Regions from separate parts of the Mus musculus genome. Here region 1 is linked to region 2. A link is a contact called in public Hi-C data. All regions are on one chromosome and are shown on one strand. The core of a region is the stretch at or near the end of the contact, and the rest is flanking DNA. Distances in the headings are between cores, read along the strand shown.

Region 1 (2,711 bases), core at 52-2,551, 130 kb after region 2:
CCTGGAGCCTCAGCCTCCCCACCACCAGGCACTGCCCTTCCCAGACGCACGCCTCACTCCCGGCTCGCTCTCTCTCTCTCTCTCTCTCTCTCTCTCTCTCTCTCTCTCTCTCTCTCTCTCTCTCTCTCTCTCAGGACTTTGCAGTCCCTCACAGGATTGCCAGTAGGTGGTGGTGATGCGGGGGTGGGAGACCGCGGGGCCCTAGCAGCACCTCTAGGCCCTCGGGGGCAGACGCGCAGCTCGGGGAAAGGAACGGCGGTGGCGCACCAACTACCAGGGCTCCGCCACCGCGCCCTGGACGGCGAGGGCGGGGTGTCGCGGCTTTTGTTCCCGGGGACCTTCTCAGACTCAGGGAGAAACTGGAGGTGCACTGAAGAGTCCTGGACGTCCAGGTTGAGGGACGGTGCCGGGTGGCCGCACTTTCCGATCCCTCCCATCACTTGGAACTTACACAAAAGGGAGACACGAAAATGCACAAAGTTTGCAAAAGGAAGGCGGCGGTGCGCGACCCCGCACCGACTCGGGAGAGGGTCGCTGCGCAGGCAGCCGCCGCCCGCGGCCGCCAGGAGCAAAGCCCAGCTTCGCAGTCAAGACAGGCGGGGGTGGGAAGGGAGTGTGAGCCAGGCGCTCCCCAGCATCCAGAGCTGCCCCCATTCCAACCCAGGACCCCAAGGAAGGGGAAGGGCGGCGATTTCCTCGCAGGGCACTGAATCCTGAGACGCTACGCTTTCGGTTTTCCACACGTGTCCCTTCCCCCTCGAACTGGGTGTCTCTCGCATCCCGGAGTCCAGCTCTCAACGCAGGGAGGAGTCAGGGTCTGCGTTCAGGCTCGTCCCCTCGCCTTCCAGCCCTAGGCTGGCACGGATATGGGGACCCCAGCGCCCTAACCCATTCCCTCTTCATCGCTCGGGCAGCGCGTCCCCGGGCAGGGTTGGGCCAGAGCCGCCGAAGCGCAGGGCGCCCGCAGGCGGGGGCGGCGAGGAGCGGTCTACCCGTGACAGCCCCCCACGTCTCGAGATTCAAGCTCCTCGGTGGGGAGGATCGCGTCCTCCCGGCGCCCGCCTCCCCAGTCTCGTTCCCAAGGCGCGGCACCCACCTCCAGAGCCCGAACCGTCCAGGCGGCCAGCAGGAGCAGTGCCAAGCTGGGCAGCATCGTGATCCTGCGTGGGCCACCGAGTGCTCCGTGTGCGAGTGGAAGATCCGCCGCGCCCTGGCTGTGTCCGCGCCGCCGCCGCCGTCTCCGGTGGCCCCGCGCTCGCTCTGCTCCCGGTGCTCTCGCCTCCCGCCGCCGAGGAAACTGACAGAGCTGGAGCGAGGCGGCGGGGCTCGCAGCCGGCAGAGTCAGCTGATCCCGCCCACCCGGCTCGCCACCCGACAGAGACCCCTAGCGGAGCCTCGGGGAGCTGCGCCCGAGCGCAGCGGGAGGCGACCCAGAGCCCACAGGTGCGGCGTCTTGGGCTAAGGGGAGCCGCGCTCCCGATGGGGTCTGGGAACCAAGTTGGGGAGTGATCTGGGTCAGGGAGAGGACCCCGCAATCGGGAGAAGGTGAACCGTAGGACGTTAAGGTTCCAGGGAAGTCGGGAGCGCTCTCGGCTCGTCCCCGCGCGAGCTTGAGTCACCCGACCCCGCAGGCCTCTCCCAAATGTGGTTGAGGAGCTAAGGCTGCGATGCGTGCATTTTTATCCGCAGTTCGTTCTCTCTATTTGGAGAGGTGGAGCGAGGCCGAGAACATTAGCAAAAGAAACAGGATTTTTTTTTTTTCTATTTTCTTTTTCTTTTGGTAGGAGGTCACCCTTCACGCCACTGCAATCTGGAATTTTTGTCTTTAGAATGTACCAGAGAAGGGCACAGGATGCAGAATGACCCATTTTTCTCCGTGTTTGGAGATGGGAAGTGGGTTTTTAAATGTATTATCATTGCATATTTGCTTGACGTGGATAATTTCAGAGAAGGGGACCGGCATCTGGGATTGAAGGAGGCAGGGAGGTAAAAATCTAAGATGGGGAAGAGATCAAAGTTAGGCCAGAAAAGATACCGAGTGATGGCTCTTTTTCCTCCACCTCCATCACCCAGGACTTCTTCCTGGAACTCTGCTCTCGATTTTTTTTTTTTTTTTTTTTTTTGGATCTGCCCTTATCCAGTGAAATGAACCTCCGTAAAACCATTTTCTCCTAGATTAAACACAAACTTCCCAGTGTTAAAATTACATTAGACCCATCCAGACATGCTCCCACTACCACCACCCTCCCGACCTAATGTGGCTTCAGACGCCAAGCTTTTGGCTCTCCCTAGGCTAGTGGAAGGAGATGAAGGTAATACCAAATGCATTCCTGGCTTCTGAGGCCACAGCCTTTTCCTTTACCTGATGTGTTTGCTGCTTAATTTTTTAATAACTTGACATGAGCTCTGGTCATCTGGGAAGGGGGAACCTAAATTGAGAGACATGCCTCCATTAGACTGACATGCAGGCAAACCTGTGGGGCATATTCTTTCTTATTAGTTGATGTGGGAGACCAGCCCTGAGCAGGTGGTCCTGGCTTGTGTAAGGAAGCAGGCTGAAGAAGCCAGGAGGGAAAAAAACAACAAGCAGTTTCTGCCACTGCCCAGTTCCTGCTTCAGGTTCCTGCCCTGTGTTCCTGCTCTGAGTTCCCTTCGCGTTAGACTGTGATCAGAACGCGTGAGGCTAATAAGCCCTGTCCTCGAGTTGCTTA
Region 2 (2,700 bases), core at 33-2,532:
AAGTGGTTCCTTTTTTTTTTTTTTTTAAAGATTTATTTATTATTATATGTAAGTACACTGTAGCTATCTTCAGACACACCAGAAGAGGGAGTCAGATCTTGTTACCGATGGTTGTGAGCCACCATGTGGTTGCTGGGATTTGAACTTCGGACCTTCGGAAGAGCAGTCGGGTGCTCTTACTCACTGAGCCATCTCACCAGCCCAAGTGGTTCCTTTTTTAAAGAACGTGTTAACTCCAATGCTACAATCACATACTTCTAGCAGAAATCACATTCATCATGCATTGTGAATGCTAACAAGTAGTCATAAAAACGATAAGAAAATTAATCTTTACCAGGAAATAAATGATCAAATATTTATTATCTAGTAATCATGTTGTGCTAAATATAATCATGCAAATTAGGCCAGCAAGCTGGAGATGAAATCTCATGTTCCAAATACAGGTTGAAATATCAGCAAATCACACGAGCAGCTGTGCACATTATTGAAGTCATAGACTCAGAAGGACGATGTGTGTGAATTTTTTATAGAAGTCTCCAGCACAATGGTCCTCAGTGTTCCTAAGGCTGCATTCCTAATGGAAAGCTACAACCTTTAGCATAGTTCTTCATGTTATGGTGACCCCCCAACATTAAAATTACTATTAAAATTATTACCATTAAATTTACAACCATTAACATCTTCATTGCTATTTCATATTGTAGTCTTTGCCACTGTTATGAATCGCAATGCAAATATCTGTGTTTTCCAATCATCTTAGGCAACCCCTGTCAAAGAGTTATTCAAACCCCAAAGGGGTCACAACCACCAGATTGAGACCCAGTGTAGCAGGTAGCCTCAAGCTGGCTGGGCTTTGTATTGAGATGTGCAGTTCTCTGTCATTGTAATTACACTTGACCTGATTCTCACACCTCCCTATGCAGAAAGGTTTCTTATAAAATAGCACCTGAAGGAGATGGGTCTGTAAAATGGGTTTTACACCAGTCAGTGCCCCTGAGACTGCTGCAATCGAGCTCAGAGACCACTATGATGCTTCAAGAACCTTGACTTCCTGTCAGCTGTGGTTAATTGGACACACAACATGTTTTCAACACGTTTAAACCTAGAACAGGGTAAGGATAAGGCGTACCTTGTGTCATAGGGGAAATATTTTCTTTTCTAACCGAATGAGATGGAAGAATTTGCTTTAAAAAATTGTGTGTATCTGGGAAGATAAATACATTGTAGCATTTGGCTATTTTCTAGGTAAAACTCCCACGACTGGTATTTCAAGCTGTAGTGGTTATGACTCCCAAAATTCCTCACTACAGTAATAATTAGTTTTCACAGCCCAGTAGGGATCTGACAGTGCCACACCAGGAAAACACAGGCACGAATGGAAAGCTACCAGAAAAAGAAAGCTTTCCCCTTAAGTTTCAAATTTCCTGTCTCCATGCCCAAATCCTCAAAACACAGAAGGCAAGAAATGGTGCTAAAATTTCATCAAAGTACGCTCCATGACCAGCCACGCCTCTCTCTCTCTCTCTCTCTGACCAGCCACGCCCCTCTCTCCTGTGTAGGCTCAGTGAAAGCCATAGGTGCCTGGAGAAGAACTGCAAAGGATGCTAAGCACCTTGAAAGGCTGTAGCGAGTGTGGGAGGGTGTGGCTTTCTAGCCTGTGTTTAGAGAAGCAAGGTCACATGACGTGGCTCATGTACACAGTAAACCCCTATGATCAATCCTCCAGTCTGATTCCCAAATTCAAAGACTGCAGGTGTGTGCCACCATGCCCAACTAACTTATTAAATGTAGTTGAAATGTGTTATATTAAAAATATAGAGACACAGTCGCACCTTAGGACGAGAGGGGAGGAACTGGTAAAAATTGGAAAACGTTTGGTTCATGTGGGAAATGAGAAGAGTCTTAGAATAAAAAATACAGAAAGATAACAGATGAACTGTTTTTAAACAGATTGCCAATACATATTTTTCCTACTCTATACAATTAACTGTTTTTAAAAACACCACAACACTTCTGCCTTAATCAATACTGAGATAATAGTTCTCTTATATTTAAACCTATAAAAACGTCACTTCTCAGAAATATGACCTCTAGTGGCCCTCTTCGACTTCCACACTACAGCTTTTATTTTCATATTATATTATTATTATTTTGTTATTTTGAAAATAATGCTGAAAAAAATTTTTAAAAAATCAAGGAATGAACTAAAGCAAACTTGGAACCTAACTTTTCACAGCGTTTTCCTGGGAAGACATTCGAGATGGCATCAACACTTTTGAGAACAAAAGAACACTTCCAGTGAGCTGGGGTCTGGAAACACGTTTCTGTCTGAGGAAGACAGGGCATGCCCACCTTTCCACAGTGGCTGGCTTCCTTCCATAGTCTCTAACAGAGAAGAATTAAGATTCAAACTGAGAACAGCATCATTCCTACTTAAAGTCTGTCCCATGACCAGGGTTTGCCTTTCACCTCAGTGTATTAGGGAGAATGGATTCCTTTGGAAGAGGAAACACCCGATCAGAGAAGAGTTTCCTCCACATGTCACTGCTTACATAGTAGGAGTGTCAAACCAGGGATGGTGCAGGCTGCTGATCCTAGCACAAGCAACCAAGACACAGAGAGATCAAGTTTAAAGTCATACAATGAGTCTTTTGTGTTTCAGCATACATAAACACACACACACACACACACACACACACA

The links. A called contact is a pair of places that touch in the nucleus more often than the background predicts.
Region 1: a Hi-C map of Sertoli cells shows a contact between it and region 2, with 4 times the contacts expected there. The contact joins the promoter of App here to the enhancer-like site in region 2. A contact is called at or near these places in 14 of 39 promoter capture datasets (the 3T3-L1 cell line, the SN4741 cell line, cranial neural crest and 9 more), 1 of 15 datasets of contacts at CTCF or cohesin (pro-B cells), 26 of 484 Hi-C or Micro-C datasets (the C2C12 cell line, the HL-1 cell line, the N1E-115 cell line and 20 more), 18 of 115 datasets of contacts at active chromatin or transcription factors (acute myeloid leukemia, bone marrow-derived dendritic cells, bone marrow-derived macrophages and 14 more) and 3 of 9 other capture datasets (adipose tissue, liver and pancreatic islet).

Annotation. Positions count from the first base shown.
Region 1 is chr16:85,172,406-85,175,116 of GRCm38.p6, forward strand. It overlaps App (amyloid beta (A4) precursor protein), which reads right to left and starts at 1,302. Exons shown (of 18, transcript NM_001198823.1): 1 at 1,097-1,302. The coding sequence starts at 1,153.
Region 2 is chr16:85,045,944-85,048,643 of GRCm38.p6, forward strand. The region is part of intron 6 of App (amyloid beta (A4) precursor protein); the gene reads right to left. Among named protein-coding and RNA genes, the nearest start is that of Gm10791, 75 kb to the left of the region's middle. Within about 2 kb of position 1,283, at least 7 of the 459 cell types and tissues checked have an H3K27ac peak or open chromatin away from gene starts, as enhancers often do. A contact at or near this core is called in Sertoli cells, where this site is marked.